2 separate regions of the Zea mays genome follow, and region 1 is linked to region 2. Evidence: chromatin contacts called from public Hi-C data. All regions are on one chromosome and are shown on one strand. Each heading gives the region's core, a stretch centred on a gene start, on an enhancer-like site or on the middle of the called end of the contact. The rest is flanking DNA. Distances are from core to core; before and after follow the strand shown.

Region 1 (5,045 bases), core at 871-3,370, 210 kb after region 2:
CGTCGTCGCCCTCCCCCACGAACTCCGCGTTGTCAATTCCGCCCGTCCCGCCTGTTCGGCTCGAGCGCTCGGCCGTTCCGTTCCCACCATTCTTCTCGTACACGGCCGATTGCGACCCTCGCCCTCGCCTCCCCACACCACCGAAACTACCCTGCCTCCGCAGCCACCGCCCGTGACTACTCGTCCTCCCCACACCGCCTCGGGGACGCCTTGGTCGGCGATGTGGCGGGAGCATGCTAGGCCTGCTCCTCAGGCTCCTCTCGGCGTGCGGCGGGGTCTGGCCCACCTCGCTAGCCCCCCGTGCTGCGACCTTCTCCGAGGACGACTCTGAGGGCCGCGACGGCCTGCTCTGGTGGCGCGACCTCACGCGCTGCCACACCGGCGACGTCGCCGTTGCCCAGGCCAACCAGGTGCTCTTGGACCTTTTCTCATAACAGTATAACACACATTTGTATATAAGTTATCGTGGTATTATATGTTCCCGTTGCAACGCACAGGCACTCACCTAGTCAAATAATAATAGCCATAGGATCTAATATGTTTAATAAAATTACCACTCTGCCATTATTAAAGAGGATTTAAAGTAAACCCTAAAGTTGTAATTAATTACCCACTACTATTATTAAAGATAATTTAAATTAGCCCCCTAAAATTGCGATTAATTACCCACACTGCCATTATTAAAAACGATTTAAAATAACACACTAAATTTCAATTTAATTACATACTTTCTCACTATTTAATATCATTTAAAATAACCCTTCTATACTAATTAGAAATAAAACGTTTCGGAAAAAAATAAAATCTGAGAAATGCTCAAAAAAGTCTCACGATTCATCGAGTAACCTCCAACAATAATAGTCATTGGATCTATTTTGTTTTCAAAAAATTATCCATTCTGTAATTATTAAAAATAATTTAAAGTAGCACCCTAAAGTTATAATTAATTACCCACTTTGCCATTATTAAAATGATTTAAAATAACATTTTAAGTTGAGTTTAATTACCCACTCTAAAATTATTTAAAACAATCCTTCTAAAATTGCATATAAAGTGTCCACTACAATATTATTAAAGAAGATTTAAATCAGTCCTCATACATTTAAATTACCATTACATTATAATATATTAAATAATATTTATAATAACCTCTAGATTTGCGTTAGGTATAGTTATGTCTTTGTGTTTCGTGGCCTTTTGCATCGCTTGAATCCTGAAGATACATCGCAACAATGCACCCTCAATCTCAATGCCATGAACAATGCAATATCTTTTACTTCATCTCACATGCACGGGAGAAAGTACAATAACCATGCTGGCTAGGATAATCACCATGTTGCGGTTATAATCTCTAAGCCTATCAACTCTTTTTAAAATATGTATGAAAGAAACATAAATCAAATCTACTCCTCAATAATCATGCTATGAATACTTCAATATGTGAATATATTCTACTTTGTCTCACATGCACCGGAGAAGCACACAACAACCTGATTGGAAAAACTATAACACGGCGATAACTATATAGTCTCCTAAGCATGTTATCTCTCTTTTAAGAAAATGCACGAATCAAACACAAAGTAATTAACTAATTAACTAATTGAAATAATTAAAATAGATAAATAAGACAAAGCAATGGTTTTAATTCTTAGTGTTTCATCTCCATGAAACACTAATTTCCTCTCTCTCTCTCCTATTAATTAGCTTGCCAAATCATCAGTTTTGCTGATATGTCACTACATATATTAATGAGACTGAAACCCCTAGCCCTAGGGAGAATTGCGTAATAGTTGGGGACTTAGGGAGGGTTTGCGAACTATGTTAGCCCCAAATCTTGGCGGGTTGTTTGTGAAATTTACTCAACAGACATTGAAGAAAACTCGACAATTAGACTCAAACGAGGGTAAAGTAACAAATAATTTGGATGAGGTGATAAATAAAATCGTGTTACATTAACACATCATCTCCATATACCAGTACAAAGAACCACAGGTACACATAAGGGCTTGACTTTGGGAGGGGAGGAGCCACACCCACACATGGCTCTCGCTTATTCAACGCAATTATACATGCAGAGAAAATCAAGCGCGTACAGGAACACCTCGACGCGCGCGGCCCCACATCTCAGTCTCACTCGCAGAGGTCCGGAAGGGACTTATTGTTAATCGTACGTCAAACATGCATGCAGGCATGCACTCAACGAAAACAGGCGGCGCGGCGCGGCGGTCGGTCGGTCGGTGACGGACCGGTGCTCTCGCCGGCCAGGTCATCAGCCGAAGAGGTGGTGGTGCTTCTTCTCGCCGCCGGGGGCCTCCTCGGCGCCTTGTGGTCCTTCTTTTTCTCGTGGTGCTCGTGGAAGGCGTAGCCGCCGGCGCCCACGGCCGCCGTGGCGGCGAGCTCCTCCTCGATCTTGTGCCTGTGCGCGTGCTCGGGGTCCTTCTTCGCCTCGTGCTTCTCGTACTGCAAAAACGAGAGAAACAACATCATCGATCAGCCGAGTTCATGACATGTATGTCCACGCTGTAGTGAACTAGCTAGTGTGATAGGTCAGCGCAACGAAGCATCGATCGATAGCTCTGCATGGACGACGACAACGTACCAGCCCGAAGGCGCCAGCGCCGATAGCGCCGGCCTCGCCGAGGTGCTGCTTGTGCTTGTGCTCCTTCTTGTACCCCTCGTACTCGTTCTCACCGTCGCCGGTGGTCACCGCCTCGGTGGCCACGGTCTCTGAGTACTCGCCGGCCGGTGGGCTGCTCCTCGTCCTTCTTGTGGTGGTGGAATAGGTGGTGGTGCTTCTCCTCCGACATGGTTGCCTATCTAGCTTTTGGTCAAGGAGCATGCTTGGCTAGCTCTTTGTGATGAGAGTTTGTGACAATCGGATGGTTGGCCTGTTGGGTGGTGTGCCTTGCCCGCTGGGGCTTTTATAGGCGGCGAGGCCACTGTCGGAGATGACCTTTTTTATAAGTTTGGGAACTATTATACCAAGTTGATTATTCACAAACAGCGCGCGCGCACACACCATATCGTACTCTCTCTCTCTCTCTCTCTCTCTCTCTCTCTCTCTCTCTCTCTCTCTCTCTCTCTCTCTCTCTCTCTCTCTCTCTCTCTCTCTCTCTCTCTCTCTATCTCTCTCTCTCTCTCTCTCTCTCTCTATATATATATATATATATATATATATATATATATATATATATATATATATATATATATATATATATATATATATATATATATATATATATATATATATATATATATATATATATACACACACACACGGGGTCCTGATCTTGTACCTTTTCTTTTGGGTAAAGATGAATATGTATGATGCGAATAAGCTGCAAGGTGTCTGTCGGCCACTTGATCCAACTCCAAAAATATCTTCTCTATACTATCCACACTTGAAGGCGACCCCCCTTCTATCAGGAGCGGTCCACGTTGTCCTCGATCATCAGGCTAGCTACTTCGAGACACCGGCCTTGCTTGGGCCAATTACTAACCGCGCGCAAAGCTAGTGGTCGGCAGCTGTTACCTGCTATGTGTGTTATAAATGAATGCGACACAAATAGGATCAATCACAGAGGAGACACGGATTTAACGTGGAAAACCCCTCCAAAGTGAAGGGGAAAAAACCACGGGCGCCGGCAGGCAACTTCTCACTATTTTCGGGTGGTTACAGATCGCAGGAGATTTTCAATTGAGATAGATATCTCCTGCGGCTTACAAAGATATTTATAGGGGTGAAACCCTAAAACGATCCGTACCGGGGGGGGCTCCGCCCCCCCCACCCCCCCAGGCGTCCCTGGGCCGCGGGAAGGCCAGTTGGCCTCGCTGCGCTCCGACCCAAGCCTCCCGGCGACGGGCCTCCGCTTCGCTCGCCAACTTGGCCGCCTTCTTCAGAATTTGGATCACAGACTCAACAATGTGTATCCAGCGTCCAGGTCAGGTCATAACTTGTGACGATATGCTCTCGACTCGTGTAGGGCTCATGTCGATCTTCTTGTCTTGTCATGTGAACCTCGTCATTTCTCTTCGTTATCCCTTGGCGTAGGTGCCTGATTCTCAGATCCGCTACAATTTAGATGAGACTATATATCACGTTACGTAATTGACTAAATTGATTCTAGACCTCACATAATCGCGATCAGAGGTTGCAGATCGATCATGTATATGAGTGAACGAATATGTTTCCAAATGGTCCCTCCGGTCTAGAATACATGATGCTTCCGACAGGATAACTGTACGTGAGTTCGAGCGGTGGCTCGTCTACGATTTCCACCAACAAACTGTGTTGTCTCTCACGGATGTGCGTGCTACCATTGTCGCCATGTCTCTCGGCCATGTGTCGACCTCTAGGTATATGTTGTAGGTGTAGCTTGTGCACAGAGTAGGTGTGTGTGATTGGTGTGCGTTTGGGATGTGCAGTGCGTGAGTTCAGGGTGGGGCAATAAAAAAGAACTACAGAGTTCCACTTCACTTTCTCCTCTCATACCTATTAGCCGAAACCAACACTCCATCTGCACAACACCACCTCTCTTCTCCAAGATCACCAAGAAGCTTCTTTTCTAAGGACTGCAAGGGTATACACCAGCAAGACAAGGTAGGAATTTTCTCTTGCCCTAAATCTTCTAGTTCTCCAATTTTTCCCCTGAATGAAATTAGGAAACCTGAAGCAATATCAGTGCTTCAGTTAGATGTGGCTATTCATGCATTCTTTTTGCTATTCCTCGACTTGTTGAGTACCTTTGTACTCATTCCGTTTTGTATCCCTCCTTGTATAAATTTTGGTTGCATGGAGCTGGTAGAGGATGACTATGTTAGGTGTGACCCCATCTAACTCGACCTAGATGATTTTGTTGGTGATAGTCAAGAGTGTGATCCATTTTATAGTAAGGTTGATCCATATGAAGACAAAGGCATTAATATGATCTTGAGTTGAAGTCCGGTATTGTAATTAGTGTGTTGTAGTTGGCATGTAACTAGGTACAATTGTTTGGAAGTCAAACTACTTTTATGAAATAAACCACCTAACATGCTTCTGATTT
Region 2 (5,296 bases), core at 1,237-3,736:
TTGATAGGAGAGACTAAGCTAAAATTTAGCTAGCTAGAATTTAGTCTTCTAAAGTTTAGCTGATAGGTGTTTGGATACACAAGGTTATAATAAGTAGCTAGGTTTAATGTTTTTAGTAAGTATATTGTCAATAATATCTCTGTGCATGTCAGGGATATGGTTGTGAGAAAGGTACAATTTGTTTCTTCGCGATTCTTAAGAAATTTTAGACCCCTTTAGCTCGGTTTTGTGGGCTAATAGACTAAAGTTTAGTTCAAACGTTATCTAAAGTTTAGCTCTACGTTAGTTGGCCAGATACAGATAGACTAAATTTTATTGGCTAATAAACTTTAGACCTGAGTCTAAATACGTCCTAAATATATACTATGTATATAATATTTTTAGAAATTTACCATACGAAGATTTTGATAATCAAAGTTAAACTATGACGCTGCATGCGAACCAAACAATATATTATTTGAACACCGGAGGGATAAGGCTAGTAGCCCGTGGCTAGACACCACTGACTTGACTTGACTTGACTTGAGTGCAAACAGTGACGCAAACAAAAACGATGTTAATGGCCTGAGGTCCATCATTTTCTAGGACAACTGCACCAAACTGTCGCCTTGCCTCGTGCTAAGGCTAAAGTGCTAGAACATCGTAAGGCCCTGTCTCGTGGGTCCTACTAGAACTCAATAACTTCTTGGCTTCTCGAGGGCCCAGCATGACTAGGTCGCATACAATCCTCTCGTCAGTTAGCACTACGATTCTTCTCAATGCACATGAGGTTGCCGGGTCGTATTCCACAGCACAGTCATTTCCTTGCATTGCAAATACATCAAGGTCCCTCTCTCTGCATTAGGTATGATTTGCGTATGTAGCGGTAAGTTATTTTCTCACAATCTTTGCGGATCTAGCGGTAAATCATCCTGAAAGAGGTGGAGGGAGGGGGCAAGGGGGGACCAATTAGGGCTTGTTCGGTTATGCCAATCCAGAAGGGGATTGGACTCCAATCCCCTTCTGGATTGGCGTAACCGAACAAGCCCTTATTGGCACCCAAACCATCCACTCATCCATACTAGTTTACCGTATGATGGGACAGAAAAAATAGTAAGATAATGGGTGGTATTTGCACGACTAAAATCATTGTAATTTTTGGAAACCGATGAATGGTCGATAAATAAATATATAGGTATTTGACGTTAGTGTTTTTAATAGCAATTGTGCCTAATCAATAAAATTCTACATAGTGTTTGGGCTAATTTTGTAATGATGATAGTAGTGAGTAATTCTTTTTTTCTTTATGATTAACACGGTAACACTACAAACACAAGTGGCTTGTAGAGATACTATATTGTTATTTGATCGAGATTATATGTTAACCTAATGTAATTGTAGAGATATTTTTAAAAGTGTCATAGTGATGACACGCAGTATCTTTTTGAACGAAGAGACACGTCAAATAATGTCTTACGTTTCATAAGACAAGTAGTAAAGACATAAATAGTGCCTCAATTGCACCAAAGATATAGTAAAATTATGGTTTCTTGGACTAATCGATACTCAAACTCAAGACCTCATGCAAACTCATAGATGTCGCACAACTTGTTGGTTACATGTTTGACATAAAGGTTACATGGCACTACATGCCTCAAACATCGAAATATCATCTCTACAATATTAAAAGAGATTACTCGAATTTTGTCTGTATGAGGTAAATTCAAAGTAAAAGTGTCTAAATAGATCTCTATATAAATTTATATAGACATTTTATAAAATGTTTTAGACAAATGTCTCAAGGATTGTCTCACTACTTGAGACATTTACCAAGGTGCATCGTCGATCAGATAGATGGGTCTTGGAACTCGAGGCCCCTTGAGATTCTTTTGGGACAGATGGGCACCAACCCTACTGAAGCATGGCTACAAATCGCAGGCGTGATGCCAATGAGTCAAGGGAAGAAGATGCTCAGAACCCTACATCCTCTATGGTGGTGGTGTATTGCTCATGAGTACAAGCGAGACTGGGGCCCGAGTACAAGAAAGCTCGAGTTGTCTAGCCTAACCTTCCGATTGGGATCAACCCGCTCTTATGTCAAAGTCTGCCCTCTTTTATAGCCCCAATGGGGTGGCCCTAAGGGTACATTCTCTTTTTACAACCCTTGTTGCGTGGGGCCTAGGTAATCATGAGGCATGTTGTGCTTGATATGGTGGAATCCGCTCGTAAATGGTTGGTGGAGCTCAGGCGTATGCCTCGGTACTCGCACTATGTCGCCCGGATCATGGGAGCTAGGCGTTAGTAGGGATGGCAATTTTACCCACGGGTTCTGATATCTGACCCATCGGGTTCAGATATAATATTTGACCCGTGGGTTCTACCCGTACCCGACCCGGGATGAAATCGGGTCAGGTTCGGTTTTTATACTTTACCCGCGGGTCCCCGCGGATATCCGAAAACAACCACCGGCCAACACAAGCCCAACTGCAGGCCCACAGCAACAGCCCACAAGTCCATTCTGCAGTCCGCACTCCGCACTCTAACCCTAGGCCATCGCTCATTCGCTCCTCAGTCTCCACGGTCCCCAGTCTCACCCGGTGGCCGACCAACCCCAGTCCGCCGTCCACCCTCACAGCCGCCAGCCGCCACCCTGCCAGCCGCCGCCAGCCACCACCTAGGCACCCACGGTCCACGGACGCACATGCACGGCACGGACAGGCCACACTGCTCACCCGCGAGCGGCGCGCGCGAGTCTCTGGCTCTCTGCACGTGCGCGACCAGAGGTCCAGAGCAGGCAGCAGGTAGCCAGGTACAGGCGACTAACCGAGTAGCCGGCCAATCGGCCATCCCTGCGACCAGAGCAGGCACCGGGCAGCAGGTACAAGCACGTCGCCCCCTCCCCTTCCCCTTACATGTAAATTTTTCAGTTGATGTCTCACTGACAATGGTCCGTCTCAAATAGGTTGTCCTCAACTCCATCCATGGCGCCTGTGTTTTCTTTGCTTCGCTGTGTTCCTGGCCGTGTCCCTATGTTGCCTGTTGGCTGCTGTCTGTTGAAGACTTTGAACACTGAAAACTGAAGTGCAAGTGTTGCAGACTTGCAGTTTGTTTATTTGTGTGAAGTGTCTTTGTGGGAGTGTTTTTTTATCCACGTCTCATGTATGTGTTGTTGTCAACAGAGAGTTATGTATTCATAATATTGCTTGCTTCTGTAACAGTAATCAGGTTTATTATGTCTTGGTTTTTTCTTTTGTTCTACCTCGTCAACCATGTGTCTCTGTGTAGCAGTTTGTTTATTTGTGTGAAGTGTCATTATACCCGCGGGTACCCGATACCCGCCCGATACCCGACGGGTACGGGCATGGGTACAAAATCCTACCCGCGGGTATAGTCGTGGATGGGTATAATTAATCCCCGCGGGTATTGTCGCGGGCGGGTATTTACCATACCCGATCCGAACCCGACCCGTTGCCATCCCTAGGCGTTAGAGGCTGGCAGCCTCCTTCAGGCCCAAAACCACTAGGCCCATTGGCCAACCTCGGGCCAAAGGACCCATGCGCCATTGGCTAATGGCCTCCTTCTACCCAAAGCCACCGGGCATGTTGATCAAGGGTGCTGCTAGCATTCGTACTTGTAACACCCTGAAAATCACCCTTGTAAATTTTCTCGAATTTCTTCCTAATTGAAATGAATTTCAAAACCATTTTTAAATTTGTTGTCCGAAGATGTGCTCAACAAAAAGTCTTGTCCAGGAATTTTATCCCCCACTCAACTTGTCCCCCCCATAACAACACTCTCCTCAACATATATCAAAGACCTACCTAAAAGTCCATAGGAAAAAATCACTCCTAAAATGATTTTCCCTTCTAAAGAAAAGTTCACTTTTCCTCCCTCCCCTCCTTTTCTCTTCTTTTGGCCCAGCTCGGCTTGGCCAGCCCACCCTGCCTGGCCTCCTTTCCCCTCCCTCCTTCCTGGTCCGCCTCACCACGGCCACTTGGCCTGCTAGACCCCCAATGCCACTCACCTCGACCCCTCTCCCTCTCACTAACACTACCGCCCCGACTCCACCCATCGGCGTCTCCCCTTCTTCCCCAATCTTCTTCCTCCCTCGGCCTTGGGTCACGCTTGCGCGCGCACATAATTAGCCTGAGCATCCCGCTGGCCACGACGCGACCAACAACAAGAACCCGACGCTGCCACCTGGCCTCGACGCCACCACCCCACTAATCCTCTTCAACGTTGTTGTGCATCCCGTCGGCGTGCTAGCCGACACCAACTCCTTCCGCCTCGCCGCTCACGCCATGGACCTTACCGCTGCTACCCGTCGCCCCAACCTAACTCCACTATGGCGCGCCCCACGCTATAGTGCTACTACCGCATGCCTTGCCCCACCCTGGCCTATAAATAGGACCCCGGCCAGCTTTTCCCCCCTTGCACTCAACATCGCCGCTGTGATCCAACTCCACAGGCTGACCGAAGCTTAGCTAAGGTGAGCCTCGGGTCCGCCCCAATCCCCTCTCCCCTAGTCCCACCCTCTTCCCCTCACATTCCCCTCCACAAGCTTCAATCAAGCTCCTCACCTCCTCCTATGCGCGCCACCACAGCTCCACGCCACTGGTGCACCTTCACCTCAAGCCACCCCATGGCCATTGCCTTGAGCACTGCCCTCACCAGGGATAGCTCTTTAACGTTCCAATGCCTCCCTCCCCACCTTCACCATCACTACCATGCCAGTTGCACCACAATCGTCATGGTCGTCCGCCGCCCCACTCTGGACAACCCCTTCCTCCCATCTACTCACCCCAGGTCACCCCAGTCGTGTTCCCCACCCTCATCTTCCCCTCCTGGCCAGATCTCGTCGCTAGAACCGCCCAGACGACGAGGAAGTCCGGTGAACTGGCAGGGACCATCGTCGGAGCTGCGACCCTAGCCGACTCGGCCGTTAGCCCCCTGACGCATCTGCTACTGTCACCCCTCTCTCACTGGTTCGTGGACCCCGTGGCTTAACGCCGCCACCCTGCCATTGTATCCCCCTACTGCAACTAGAAAGTGGGCTAGAGCCCTATAGGATGGCCCAATGCCTTGGGACAATTTCACCCCGAGTAACTCCGACATAAAGTCTAGATCTACCCCCTAAACTTTCCAGAAACTCTAAAACTACCCCTAGGCCATATATCACCCACATCTTCTCCGTTCGAACTCTGTTTTTTTTGTTTTCAACCAAAACTCTTCTAAACTCAAGCCCTATCTCTCTAAAACACCCTTGGCCCCCAGTTGAGCTCATCTTGTATTGGTTTTTCTTGTTTTTGCCATTAGG

What was found. A called contact is a pair of places that touch in the nucleus more often than the background predicts.
Region 1: a contact with region 2 is called in a Hi-C map of leaf, with 3 times the contacts expected there. The contact joins the enhancer-like site here to the promoter of LOC100277748 in region 2. A contact is called at or near these places in 2 of 25 Hi-C or Micro-C datasets (leaf and tassel).

The regions. Positions count from the first base shown.
Region 1 is chr6:20,182,196-20,187,240 of Zm-B73-REFERENCE-NAM-5.0, forward strand. It overlaps the pseudogene LOC103629082. Among protein-coding and RNA genes, the nearest start is that of LOC103629085, 8.1 kb to the right of the region's middle. Within about 2 kb of position 2,121, at least 15 of the 20 cell types and tissues checked have an H3K27ac peak or open chromatin away from gene starts, as enhancers often do. A contact at or near this core is called in leaf, where this site is marked.
Region 2 is chr6:19,970,625-19,975,920 of Zm-B73-REFERENCE-NAM-5.0, forward strand. It overlaps LOC100277748, which reads left to right and starts at 2,487. Exons shown (of 2, transcript NM_001151239.2): 1 at 2,487-2,857; 2 at 2,942-3,245. The coding sequence starts at 2,681. The coding sequence ends at 3,052.